Regions from separate parts of the Mus musculus genome. Here all the other regions are linked to region 3. Evidence: chromatin contacts called from public HiChIP or PLAC-seq and promoter capture Hi-C data. All regions are on one chromosome and are shown on one strand. The core of a region is the stretch at or near the end of the contact, and the rest is flanking DNA. Distances in the headings are between cores, read along the strand shown.

The links. Promoter capture Hi-C pulls out the DNA fragments that hold promoters and counts their contacts. HiChIP or PLAC-seq counts read pairs in DNA pulled down with a chosen protein or histone mark.
Region 1: a promoter capture Hi-C map of embryonic stem cells shows a contact between it and region 3, with 2.6 times the contacts expected there. The contact joins the enhancer-like site here to the promoter of Traf5 in region 3. A contact is called at or near these places in 5 of 39 promoter capture datasets (the 3T3-L1 cell line, embryonic stem cells, hematopoietic stem and progenitor cells and 1 more), 1 of 484 Hi-C or Micro-C datasets (bone marrow-derived macrophages), 1 of 115 datasets of contacts at active chromatin or transcription factors (embryonic forebrain) and 1 of 9 other capture datasets (macrophages).
Region 2: a contact with region 3 is called in a FOXA1 HiChIP or PLAC-seq map of pancreatic cancer cells. The contact joins the enhancer-like site here to the promoter of Traf5 in region 3. A contact is called at or near these places in 4 of 39 promoter capture datasets (embryonic stem cells, hippocampal neurons and liver), 3 of 115 datasets of contacts at active chromatin or transcription factors (embryonic forebrain, large pre-B cells and pancreatic cancer cells) and 2 of 9 other capture datasets (adipose tissue and embryonic stem cells).

What each region holds. Positions count from the first base shown.
Region 1 is chr1:191,614,138-191,618,573 of GRCm38.p6, reverse strand. Ints7 (integrator complex subunit 7) reads right to left here. Exons shown (of 20, transcript NM_178632.6): 16 at 3,927-3,995; 17 at 2,741-2,873; 18 at 664-762. Among named protein-coding and RNA genes, the nearest start is that of Gm39741, 33 kb to the left of the region's middle. Within about 2 kb of position 2,108, at least 5 of the 459 cell types and tissues checked have an H3K27ac peak or open chromatin away from gene starts, as enhancers often do. A contact at or near this core is called in embryonic stem cells, where this site is marked.
Region 2 is chr1:191,629,938-191,634,475 of GRCm38.p6, reverse strand. No RefSeq gene overlaps it. Among named protein-coding and RNA genes, the nearest start is that of Gm39741, 17 kb to the left of the region's middle. Within about 2 kb of position 1,580, at least 14 of the 459 cell types and tissues checked have an H3K27ac peak or open chromatin away from gene starts, as enhancers often do. A contact at or near this core is called in adipose tissue, liver and pancreatic cancer cells, where this site is marked.
Region 3 is chr1:192,090,893-192,095,378 of GRCm38.p6, reverse strand. Traf5 (TNF receptor-associated factor 5) reads left to right here and starts at 2,780. Exons shown (of 14, transcript NM_011633.2): 1 at 2,780-3,123.

The DNA.
Region 1 (4,436 bases), core at 859-3,358, 480 kb after region 3:
CCTTTCACATTCTGCTGTCGGAATTAAAAATAGCTTTTAATTTTGAGTGGCTTAAGCACTTCAATATACTAACTCTCCCTGTGAGTTAGTTCCCCATGCTTGCCCTTCAGTGGCAACAGGACTTGGGAAGCAGGACCCGTGATACTGAAGCAGGCCATTCCATCAAAGCTGGGCCTGCTCAGACAAAGACTCAACCCTGCCAATAAGCTTACAAGCACTCCTTCCTGGAGGTTAAGAGGTAGATAGGCTGCCATTACTCAAATGCAGGTCTTATCACAGTAACTTTCCAACCCCACGACTTCCTCAAATCATCAGACGAAGGGGCTAAAGTCTTAGGACTAAATTTTTATCTATGCTAAAGGAAAGATACTAAATCGTAGCTATGTCTCATTAAATCTTCAGATGATAGCTAGCTGGTTTTTAATACATTTGAGAGAGAGAGAGAGAGAGAGAGAGAGAGTGTGTGTGTGTGTTGTGCGCGCGTGCGTGGGCATGCACTCGCTATGGCACATGTAGGAGGTCAGACGACAAGCTGTAGGAATCATTCTCTTCTACCATATGGATTTTGGGATTGAACTTGTGTCAGGTGCTATTATTCAATCTCTCCAGCCCCACTTAGCTGGTTTTTATATCTTAATCTTAAAAGTGTTTTTTCTACCTTACCTTGATGCTGGTAGACTGTAGTTTCTGGAAAAAGTATCTCTGAAATGAAAGAGGAACTTTCAGCAGAGCGATGATGGCATTGCAGAGGCATGCTGTGTGCTGTGGGAGAGAGAAGTCAGCTGAGAAAACCGCCAACAAATGCTTCCAAGAGCCCATGGCACTTGGCAGAAGGCACAACATCCACACGTGCACAGAACAGTCATCCCAGTGGGGCTGCTGTTCCAGAGGACCCAGGTTCAATTCCCAGCACCCACATGGTGGCTCATAACCATTCATAAAGGGATCTTATGTCCTCTTCTGGCATGCAGATGGATGTACATGCAACAGAGCACTCATACATAAAAAATTAAATAATTAATTAAAAAACCAAATTTGTCTGGTAGTGGCACCTTTAAACCCAACACTCAGGAGACAGACAGATCTCTGAGTTTGAGCCCAGCTTGGTTTACAGAGCAAATGCCAGGATTATCAAGGCTATACTGAGAAACCCTGTCTCAAATCACACACCCCCACCTAAAAATTGCAATCAGATTTCTACTTTATTTTTTTGGTTTTTTTCGAGACAGGGTTTCTCTGTGTAGCCCTGGTTGTCCCGGGTCTCACTCTGTAGACCAGGCTGGCCTTGATTGAACTCAGAAATCCGCCTGCCTCTGCCTTATTTTATTTTCTTAATTTTTTGGTTTTTAAAAAATTAGAGTTATTTACTAAATTTATATTCTGTGTTTTTAACCTTGGCAGCATGATAGAATCACATGAATGCTTCTAAAAAAATGCTGTCCTTGTCTAATGGCAGGATTATGCTGTGATTAAACCCATCACACATATTGTAAGCCTATAATGCATTCAACATGTTTAAGTATACTGAACACTGCCTTAAAAGTGCCCTAGACACTCCAGTAATTTGAACTCATGTGGCTGAAACCTCTAATGCTGGATCCAGTGTACGAGTGGCCGGCTTCTACTCTTATTCCTGGTATCACTGTGGGCCAGGCCTGTTCCAGACTTAGAGACAACTGTCTTTGGAGGCAGTTGGGAGGGATGACTGGATACTGATGTGGCTTTTAAAAAGCTCCCAAAGTGACTCTAGTTTGGAGTTAGAGTAAGGAACTACTGCAGCTTCAGTTTGATTGCTTAAGAAGCATACAATAAAGAAGTTGGCTCTGCACCTACACAAGGTGGACCTGATAAAAGCTGCCTGTACCTGGGGAAGTGAGACTTGATATGTGAGAGAGGCCATGCCGTCAGGATGGGCTAAGTGCTGCCATGGACGGGGTTGTTTAATCCTTTCATGGGTATTCTGGTGGATAAATGCATAGTGAAAAGGTAAACGGAGAGGCTGGTGACCCTAACTGTGCAGAAGTCTACTGACGGTATTATAGAGCGTGGGGTGGAGGGAAGGTTGTCCTTGTATTATACAATGGTGATTTCTGTGCCGGCAGAGAGTAGAGTACTGCCAGGACTTTGGTATTGTTATTTTAATTGCTCAGCAAGGGCATCATCTTTTGTAAACTTTCTTCTCCATCACTTTCTGATTGGTTTAAGAAAGAGCTGGCAGTCTGTAGCTGAGGCAGGAGAGGAAATTCAGGACATCCAGGCAGAGATCGGAACTGTGGGAGGACTTGAGAGGGGTGAGACTCGCAGCCAGACCCGAGGAAGTCCCAAGAGTGAATTCGAGGTGACCGGCCACGTGGCAAACGTGGAGTTAATTAACTTATACAAACTAGCAGAGGACAAGCCTAAGCTATAGGCCTAAGCTTTCAGGAATAAGAAGAGGTCCCTGTGTCATTATTTTAGTGCTGGCAGGCTGAGAGAGGCTGGCTACATTTGTGTGATTTTTTTTTTCTCTGGTTTTTTTCGAGACAGGGTTTCTCTGTGTAGCCCTGGCTGTCCTGGAACTCACTTTGTAGACCAGGCCGGCCTTGAACTCAGAAATCTGCCTGCCTCTGCCTCCCAAGTGCTGGGATTAAAGGAGTGCGCCACCACGCCCGGCTTTTGTGTGATATTTCTAATTTGTATGTTCTTTACAATGAAGTCCTAATAATAAATTATAAAAACTTAGCAAACAAATGCCACTTGCCATGTAGGAAACTGGGGCATACTTCCGGTTAAGCGACTCCACCTCCTCTAGGACGCGACTGTACACGGACATCATTCTTCTCTCATACTCACTGTCGGCGTGGGCAGCGCCCGTGGACCCATACTCCTGGAAGCTGAGCAGAGACCAGCAGTTCATCCATCCTAGCACCTTCATCACCTCCATGCATTTGCTAACCATGGCTCACATTCTCACCTCATCTTTTAAAAAATGAAGTTATTTCCAATTACAGATAAGGAAACTGAGGCTTGTTAAGATTAATCTGACTACACTTGTGTAACTATTAAGTCACAAGTTGTAACTCAAACCCAAATCTGACTACAAATGACATAATTCTTAGCTATTCACATGAAGGCTATTTGTCACCATACAGGAAAGACACTTGAGAAAGGGCCAGCAGGTAACATACTGATATGACATCATATAAGTAACAGATGGAACACAGGGAGCAGGTTAGCAAATCACTTGGTCAGCATGCCATTAGACCTGGGGATGGCTGAAGAAATGCTATGAACGGAAAGCCTGGAAGTGAAAAAAAGCACTGGACGGAGCGGGAGCTGCTGGGACAGAGCTAGGAAAGCTTAGCCTAGATTCCTTCCTGTCACCTTCTCTGAAAACATTTCTGACAGAGATAAGACAAAACTCTGCAGTCCTAAACACACTGGAAGTGTGTGCAGTGCAGGCAATCCACACCAGGCACATACGTGCTAAAAGTCCTTTAAACCTTTCAGTGAGGCACTACGTGTCATCTGCTCATTCTATCTCCGCTGCCTGGGCAGAAGGAGTTGTGCCTGCAGCTTACGTACCCATGCCTTAGTGAGAACAAATATACTCCCTGAGCTAGCAGTGAAAAGACATCTGTGGTCATATCTGCCTGACTCCAGGGCTCTGTAAAACACTTTAAATGTCATTAAGACAAGAAATAAAACTATTACAATGGACACACTATGTGGAAGAAAAATATCTGTTTGGCTGAGACTGACTTTCTACCGTGCAAGGCTGAGCTCTCAAACACTGAACTGGCAAAGTGGTACGGCAAGGCTTGCATGCAATGCAATCTCAGGTCTCCCCAGCAGCTTTCCTTTCCCCTCTTCCTCAAACCCTGGTGCGATCGTTGGTCCCGTAACAATGCACCCGACATTATATAAGGCAGCATCATCCAACTTACCTTGCTGATTCAGGATCCAAAACCAGGGCTTCTATGGCATGAGCTATCAGTAAGCAGCTCTGCTGCTGGCTACAACAGTGTTAAGTCACACACAAGAACAGAAAGACCACTACACACTTTTGTTACAGAGCATTCATTACGTTCCAATCAATCAATCAATCAATCAATCAATCAATCAATCAATAAAAACTCTAAGAACTAACTCATAAGCCTGACAACTTCACAACAGTTTCTTTTTTCCCTTCTTTCCAATGAGATCAGAAATTGCTAATAAGAAAATATGGATGGCTTCGGGAGTTGAGGGAACAGATGTAGCAGTGACCACAACAAAGGACAAAGGAGATGGAACCAGTGTGCTGTGCTGTGGCTGTTTAAGGGAGCCTTGCTGTGTTTCCAGCTGGCTCCCATCTCCTGCCTCATGTGTCAGTCTCCTTGGTACTGGGGATGACAGGTTTGTATCATTGCCCTGGGTAGAACTAGGGGCTGTGGCAGTTCTTCTCTAAGGTAGAC
Region 2 (4,538 bases), core at 331-2,830, 460 kb after region 3:
AGAGAGACATCTTCAGACCATCCAGAAAAAACAAAGGATTGAGACAAATCAAATCGCCTACCCATCCAAGGTACCTCAAACACCACTAGTCCAATGTCAAACCAACCCTCAGAGGCACGTTACTTCCTGTTGTTTCTCTTCCATAGCAGTCTAAACACACACAGACACACAGACCTCATGCTGAGGTTTTGTTAGATTCCAAGTCATCACTTAACCTCTAAGAAATCTCTCCAGCCCCAGTGTGTTCTTTCTGTCCAGGAAAACAAAGTTTGGCTGTGTGCTGGAAGACACATTCATAATAGCTCAAATCTCCTGAGTGCTCTGTGAGCCAGACTACTAATTTATTTAGTGGGGATAATCTTGGAGAGTCCTGGGCTTCCTTGTTAATAACTCAGTGGCCAAATGAATCGCAGTCTCTCCAGGTCTCTCATATCACCTCTCGTAAGGAGTTTTCTTTCTTTCACAACAGTTCTATGGACTGGCTGTTGGGTGGTACCTAAAGATTGCTGTGACCTCTTTGGGGGACAACACTTTCTTCCTTGGGAAAAATTCCTTTCTCTTCCAAATTGTTCTGAAGAGGCTGCTGATCAGAGTTCCCTGGTCTCTTCCTTCCAAGGTGTGTAGCAGGGGCATCCATGACAGCTATGAGGGGCACCTCACTCACCTGACACAGTGAGAATTCAGCCAAGGGTCAGGTGAGTCAAAGGAAAGAAAAGTCAAGGATTTTTTTTCTTGGTAAAGCTTGTGGGAAAACACTTTTCTGTCAAGTAGCTGTATGAATTTGACCACAGAGAGCTGCTGCTCGAGACTCTGGAAGGAAAAGGCACTCAGTACTCAGAGAAAAGGAGTAAGCTGGTGAGCTGGGTGTGGTGGCTCGCTCGCTTCTGTAAATCCCAGTACTCAGCAGGCTGAGCTGGGAGAACTGCTGTCAACCGGAGGTCAACCTAGACTGCAGTGAGACACTGTCTTAACCGGAAAGGAAATAGAAGAGAAAAAGAAACAAAACTTTAGAAAGAGGCAAATGTGGGCACAAGGGGAGATCTTTTGTCATGCCAGCTTCCTTATCCTGACTGTCCTGTGATTTTTTTTCCCCACCAACCCTTCATTCTCTGAGCTCCCAGAAATTCCTAGAAGTCAAGTCTGTCTGTCCATCTGTCTCTCTTTCTCCCTACTAGAATTTCTACCAACCCAGAGTTCTGCCAACTCAGATGGCCTGTCTCCTTGATGAGCATCAGGTTGTTCTTGTCCTCTTCATTATGCTGGCCTCCATTTTATGAAATTGCCTGAAATGTGAGGCTGTGGGTTACAGCCAGCAGGCGACGAAGGAGCACGTGACATGGGTAGGAAGCCAGGCATCGATAGCATGCCTAGGTTACTGGGAAGGAGGTGGTAAGAGACACACATAAGCTTCTGCACATTTTCACCTCGACTGTCACCCTGCTCATCAACAGTGACCCCACAGCCACCCCTGAGAGCTTCTTAAAAGGCAGCAGATCTCATCCCTCCCAAGGAGGCCCATGAGAACAGCCTGCCCTGCCTTGCTGTTGGGAAATGTTGACCCAAGCCAGGCTGGGCATGATGACACAAGATATTTGCAACTCTTTGCCACCCTTTTCAGAACTTTGCATCCCTGGCTTCACTCGGTGTGCACTATCTCATTCTTGCGCTAAATCCCTTAATTCCTAACACCTGATTGGCTGGAGCACAGGTTCTGTTCCCACAGTTCCACGCTGACTAATGCTCATAGAATTAGGTGGGTCCTGTACCAAGCCTTCTGTATTCATTGTGCCTCCTCACCAGCTGCCTCCCCTCTGTGTGTGCTGAGGGAAAGGTGCACAGTCCGTGTCCCTCCTTCCTCTGACCTCTGCCTGCTTCACTTTCAGACTGTTTCCCGTTCCATGTCTGGCAGGTGGTCTGAAGATGTGACACAGGCTGGCACCCAGTTAGGGCTTGTGTTAGGAATAGTTTCCTGTTCATGATTTCTAATTAGAAAACTTGATCAGGGCCCCAGGCAGTGGTGATGCACACTTTTAATCCCAGCACTCAGGAGGCAGGCAGATCTGCAGGTGGATCAAGGCCAACCTGGTCTACAGAGTGAGTTCCAAGACAGCTAGGACTACTCAGAGAAACACTGTCTTGAAAAACAAAACAAAACAAAACAAAACAAAAACAAACAAACAAAAAACTAAAAAACTAAAAGGAAGGAAGGAAATACTATGAGGGAAGGAAATCTATACCCTCATGAGAACTCAGTACAGAGAGTGTAAAATCATGGCATTCTCAGCTTAGACACCACCTAATAGATTTTGCTTGTGGGGACACTGAACCTGGTTTGTCTCCATGTCACCTTTCCAGCTCCATTTCCCCCATCATTTAGTGGGGACATCAAGACCATTTGTCACTGACCAGTGTCTTTGAGTGATGGCCTCCCTCACTACTGAATTTGCCGGAGGCCTCACTCATGTCTGGCTCTCCCTGCTCATGACTGACTGATCAGGCACTGCTTGAGCTGGGGTTGGTGTGGCTATACGGACAAATGTCAGATTGCCGGAGTAAACGGTGTTAGACGGTACTCCAGTCTGGCTCATCTGTCTTCACACCCAGACACTGCTATGATTTAGAAAACAGGCATTAGGTAAAGAAAGGCCCTGCTTGTTAGTTATTTAGCTGGTTAGTTAGCTAGATATTTATTTAGCTAGATAGTTAGCTAGCTGACTAGCCTTGCTTCAGAGTAGTGTCTCTTGCAGCCCACAGTGGCCTCACACTCAGTAAGAATGACTCTGGACTCCCGACTTCCTGCCTCCATCTCCTCAGTCATTTCACACCCAGTTTACACAGTGCTGGGGATCAAACACACACCTTTGTGTGTGCTAAGCTCTATCCTTAGACTCTGTGTGTGTGTGTGTGTGTGTGTGTGTGTGTGTGTTTGTATATGTGCCAGAAGAGGGAGTTGGATCCCTTGGAGCTGGAGTTATAGCTGGTTGTGAGATGCCTGGATACTGGGAACCAAATTCAAGTTCTCTAGAAGAACACAAGTGCTCTTGACTCCTGAGCCACCTCTCCAGCTTAATTTATTTTAGTGAAGAAAGAATAGAGTATAGCTCAGGGGTAGTGCCAGAGGTTAGTTGTGTGAGGCTCTGTGTTCTGTCCTCCCCCACCCCCCACCTTCCACTCCCACTCCCCACACTAGGTCAAGGGGAAAAGTGGGGGAGAGGAAGATGGAGAAGTGACTCCCCCGGGGCATTTCCCCATTGTCGCCTCTTTCCCATGTTTGACTTCAGTGCCTTTTCTCTGCCCAGCCCCTCTTCATGCCTCATGTGCCTACCTTGAGCAGTGGCCTCTCCAGGACTCCCTGCCACTGGGCACTTTAGGCTGACATCATTTGGAGAGGGCACTGAGGGGAGCACAAGGCGTTAGACGTCTCATCATGAAGTAACATCCATCAGGGCCTGGCAGCTATGCTGAGCACTACAAAGGACCACCGGAGCATACGGAGAGTCCAGAAGATCAGGAAGAGGAGACAGGAACTACCTGGGGCCATATAACCCAACACACAATGGTGAGCTTGCAGATGACACATAACCCACAGGCCTTCCTTTGGTGACTGTTTGGCTCTAAGCAGCTTCTATCCAGGTCCGCACGATGGTTTTGGACAGAAGGGAGGACTAGAGTCTCATGCTCAGAGTGGCCAGGCAGTGTCCTCCACATCATTATCTCCAGCAAAGCCCTCCTGTCCGTCCATCCTCTCAGCTGCCTGACCCAGAAGACGGCTGGGCGGTGTTGACAGAGCTGTGGCTGAGCATCCTTCCTGCTGACCATCCCAGAAAAAGGCTGGACATCCTGCAAGCCTGTTTTGGCCTGTTTACTCTGCTAAATTCCCATCTACTTGTAAAGGGCCCTGGCACACTCTGGGCCTCAAATTATGTGATAAGAAAATACACACGTATGCTTTTTCTATCCCTGTGACATATCCTGAGAAGTAAGCAGTTGAAGTGAGTTTGTTTCTTACTATTAAAAAAAGTAAATCTTTTGAATATTTTCTTTACTTAAGTAATATATTACTAAGAGTCACATTATTTTTAAAAATATATTCTTTATTTAGTTGTTTTGTTTGTTTTTGAGACAGAAAGGCCCTGTGGCTTCTCTTTCTCCACCTCCCTTCTCGGAACCCCCTGCCTGCTCTGGACCCCCCTTCACCCCTCTTTTCTTTGGACACATCTAACAATGTCTGACCAAGAGGCTGCCTTTTCTGTTTTTCTTCAGAAAAGGAGAACTATCCTTACATGTTTTTGTCTGACTTGCTGTAAAAAGAAAATTTGCATTTGTAATTATAATTGAGTAAAAATTAAATGTCTAAATTTGCACTTTTATTATGTACACATACACACACACACACGTCCCCGTGCACACGCACACGCACGCACATACACACCCATGCTAGTCTGGAAAGCACTATGGTTAAGGCTGAATTTGACCTCTTGAGTGTCTTGTCTTAGCCTCCAAGTGCTGGAATTACAAGTGTGCGCTACCACGTCCAG
Region 3 (4,486 bases), core at 1,531-4,030:
CCTCGTGGTTTCTGGAAACAGCCAAGACCATGAACATGGCCACCTGCTGCACCAAGATCATGGACCCAGACAAAGCCCTTGAAGGCAGCATGGGTTCAGATATCACTGTGGCCTCTGGTGGCAGCAAAGGCCACTCAGATCAGTATGGCCTCTGTTGGCAGCACAGCCCACCAACATGGCTTCAGACCAGAGCATAGACTGCAGATATATGCATGGTATTTGGTGGTAATATGGGCCACGGACATCGACTCGACCCCACCGCATCAGGACCACACATAGCCTTCATGGGACCATGAGCCATGGTGGTGCCTCCATAGAGGTCCAATCCAGAGAGTGAACCGTTCCCCATCTTGGGCCTCTGCCATTTCCCAGAGCTAGGACAATCCCGTGGCCTGATAGTGTGTTTGGAGCTGGGGGATCAGCATCTGTCTACGCTGTGAGGTGCTGCACATCATCCCACCGACCCCACTATCCACCTCAGCCCTCTCTCTCAGCCTCTCCCTCTTCTCGGCTCTAGCTCTGCCTCTCCTCATAGCGCACAGTGCTCTGCTCTTCCGTCTTTCCCCATCACCACAGCACATTTGTTCATCTTAATGGCGTCTGCAGGCCCTGGGACAGCCTTTGCCCTGTCCAGCTTCTGCCTACCTGCCCTGGAATTATGCTTTTTGTCCTCAACTAACACATGACTTCATCAGTCTTGTTGTATAAACTGAGGGAAATAATGCATTCGACCAACAGGTGGCAGCCTTCCCTCTTCATCAGACTGCCCAGTCACACCAACCAGTTAAACCACTGGTGGTAGGTAGAGTGTCCTGAAGAATCATATATTTGCCCTTTCCTTCTGAAGAAAGAGTTTGTGTATCATGCCATCCTTCTCTTTATAAGTGACTCTAGTTTAAGGACTAGTAAATCAGTTTACTATTAAATAGTATATGGAAATAATGAATACTTTCAAAATATTGAAATAATGCTCAAATCTGGCCCTGTCTTCATGCCTGATTTGACACCTGCAGAGACATCTTCTCTTGTCTCAAAACAAAGCAAAACAAAACATAAACTTTCTTGAAGGTACATGAGAAAAATAAAACATGATTACGTAGAAAATTGGATGTGACGGTGTACGCCTGTAATCACAGTGTTCAGGAGATGGGGGAAGAAGGCTAGTAGTTTGAATGAGCCTCAGCTGCATAGCAAATGTGAACCAGCCTAGGCTACAAGAGACTGACTCTGGGATCAACACCACAAGCTGGGAACATATCCTTCACTTCTGACTACTCTGATATTAACACTAAGAGCACTGGCTACTCTTCCAGAGGACTTGAGTTCAACTCCCAACATTTATGTGAAGCTTAATAACTGTCTGTGACTCCAGGTCTCTCTTCTGGTCTCCACAAACACCAGGAATACACGTGGTACACAGACATGCAAGCAAGCAAAATAAAAAATAATTAAAAAAATTTAAATGTACGAGACCACACTTCTCCAATCCCACCAAAAAAGTCCTATCTATTCTCATTTAGACTTCTGTCTGTGAGTCCGGTGGCCACCATTTGGAACACAATAAGAACTTATCCTATCCCAGTTTTGGACTTCATCATACCAAGACCTTGGGTCTCATATTTAGAACAGATTGCTTCTTTCAGAACCATAGCTACATTAGTCATTTCAGACATGGTCTTTCCAGTCTATATTGCCTGTTTCCTATGGTGTCTAAATCCATAGGGTCCTGTCACCTTGCAGTCATGTGAAAGAAGGTGGAAAGTAAGGTAAATAGATGTATTGTTGGGAGGGTTAGGGAAGGAGAGGACTTAGGCTCAGTCTCTTTCAGTTCTCACAAGAGTAATCTGGTCCAGAGGGCCAAAGCATGCCCACGGGAGGGTTTAATCTCGATAACCAAAGAGTTGCACCTGGGTGTTGGGATCCTGTTGACTATTCCACCAGATCCCACATCCGCTCCCAGCTGTTGCCCAGCTCCAATGCATACCTGTGTCCACTGCAAGGGCCCTAGTACTCTCTTCTCTCCGTGATGAACATTTGATGCTCAAGACAGCTAAGTATTTCCCGCGTTTGTCTGACTTGGAAGAGGTTAGATTTGAGATGCTAGTTCACTTCGTTCATACAGGCTGCAATTACTGTGGACCTGTAGAGCGAATACACTGTAACAACTCTGTGCTAGGATTTGGGAGGCAAGAATTCAAGCTCTAGCCTTGGGTAGGTCCACTCAGTTCTCTCTAGACCGCAGATAGAACGCTCATAGTTCAGGCACCCTCCACCAGGTGGCTCTGAAGACCAGGAGAACTAACTGGGACGCTTTTGACAACAGAACATCAGAGAGACTGTCAACGTTACGCTAACAGCAGAACGAGGACTGGCAGATTTGTACTGGACTGCAGCAAGTTCAGGGAAGAAGTGATTTGAGCCAGATCTCTGATCTTGAGCAAACGTGTCTACTCAAAGAATAAATAGGTTTGGGGGGTCGGAGGGAGGCTGATTGAAGAGCAAAATATATACAATTCAAAGGCGCACAAGATACTAATGTTTCTAGAAAGAGAAGCCTAGGCTTCTAGGGTCTGGGTGATTCCCAGCATCTAGAGGGATACTTCGCCCAGCTCAGGTGAGTTTCTGGCCGCTGTCAGAAGCCTCACGCCCCGCCGCTTGGGCGCCATGACCACGCCCCCATCCTCGGCCCTGCCTCTCGGGAGACATAACCACGCCTCCACCTTCAGCCCTGCCTCTTGGGCACCCTGACCACACCCCCATCGTCAGCCCCGCCCCTCCCGGAGCCCGCCGCTGGAGCTGGCCTAACCCGCTGCTGAGGCGAAGCAGCCTAGTGCCCGCCGCCGTAGGGCGCCAGCGGAGCTCCGCGAGCCCCGCAAGTGGCGAAGTCCGGGTGAGCTAACCGTCCCGGCTCCTCAGAAACCGAAAGCAACTCAGGGTGGTGAGCCGGAGGCGTGTGTGGTAGCGGGCGAACTGAGGCGACGCGGGACACCCGCGCCCGGCCGAGGGCACTTTTGCAAGACTTGTGAGCACAGCCCGTTAACGTGAGCTTAATGCCAGGGTCTCGAGCCTGCGCCGGTGCTATAGCGCGTGCTCGATTGGAAACAGAACCCGACTCTGCAGAAGGTGAGTTCCAGATTTCAGCAGACCCGGGCGCCTAGAGGTGAGCACCCACCGCAGGTTGGACGGAGACAGTCCTCACACCACTGCTTGACCCCCTTGCCACCCAACTGTGAGGTGTTACAGTTCTGAGGACAGTTCTGAGGACTTTTGTTGCGGATCCCTCTGGGCCATTCTGGTTGGCTTCTTTCTTCCTCAGCCTCTCCACTCTGTCTGCTGACTTTCCATATTTGGCTATTTTACTTTCGTGAGAACTCTGTTTATCTCGCTGCGGCAGGCGCGGGGCTCGTCGGAGTCCAGTTGTGGGCTAAGGTCTGTAAAATGAGGAGAGACTCCCTTCTCCCCAATCCTCTCCATGGCCTGTGAAAAAAGGCATCCAGCTTGTTGCAATAAACATCGGGCATAGGTGCTGTGTGAAAACTAGATTAGGGCCAAAGAGGACGGTTCCCTTTTCCAGGAATATACACATTTTTTAAAAGTCTTAGGGAATACTTAAAATGCAAAGAAATTGGTTAAAGCATTTCTGAGAATAGAACTTCCTGGGTGTGTGAGAGATAATTTTAGACAGCAAACGTCTGGGTTAACGAGTCCTCCCCAATCCAGAGATCCTAACATAACTGAGAGTCTGGATAAAAACCTGACACCTTGGACAACTGATTTAAACAGAAAAGGCAGAAATTACAGATGGAAAGATGGATGGGAGATGAAGGTGGGAAAGGTAGTGAGTTCAGGAAATGGGTTGTCTCCAGACTCTGGACTGTAGTCTCCCTGGTCTCTTGTAGGGCTAGCTGTGGAAAGGGGCCACAACAGAGAAGGGTGACGTTCTCAGGGTCCCTGGCTAAGGCCGGTGGTGTGGGACAAGGATGGCCGACGTCAGTGGAGAACCCACTGGATGTGGGTGGATGACATAGGGGCCCAGCCACTGGGAGTAAGAGCTTTCCTTTTTGGGGTATCTCAGGGTGACTTGCAAAGTTGGGGAGCCAAAGCCTCTGAGTCAGTCCTGTTAGACTAGGGGGAGAAACAGCCTTATGTAGTTACAATCCCCACTTTCCTGAGGGGGGCCTTGAAGAAAAAAGAGCCACTAAACGTGAAGCTGCCCCTTATGGTCCATTTGCTCCTCACTCAATGTCATGTGCTCTCATTTTGTCCCCCACGACACCCTTGTGAGTCAGGGTAGCTTTGCACATCCCCCAGATGTCGAGGGGAAGCACCTAGTGTCAACTCAGTCCTGAGCTCTGCTGCTGGGCCAGGCGGGGGACTCTGAGGTTTCTGCTTCAGGACTGTCAGCTTGGTTCCTCAGAGAGCCACAACTGCCTACCTCCCCTTTAGTCTGAGGGGTCAGCAAAAGGACCCAGATTCCCCTAAGTGC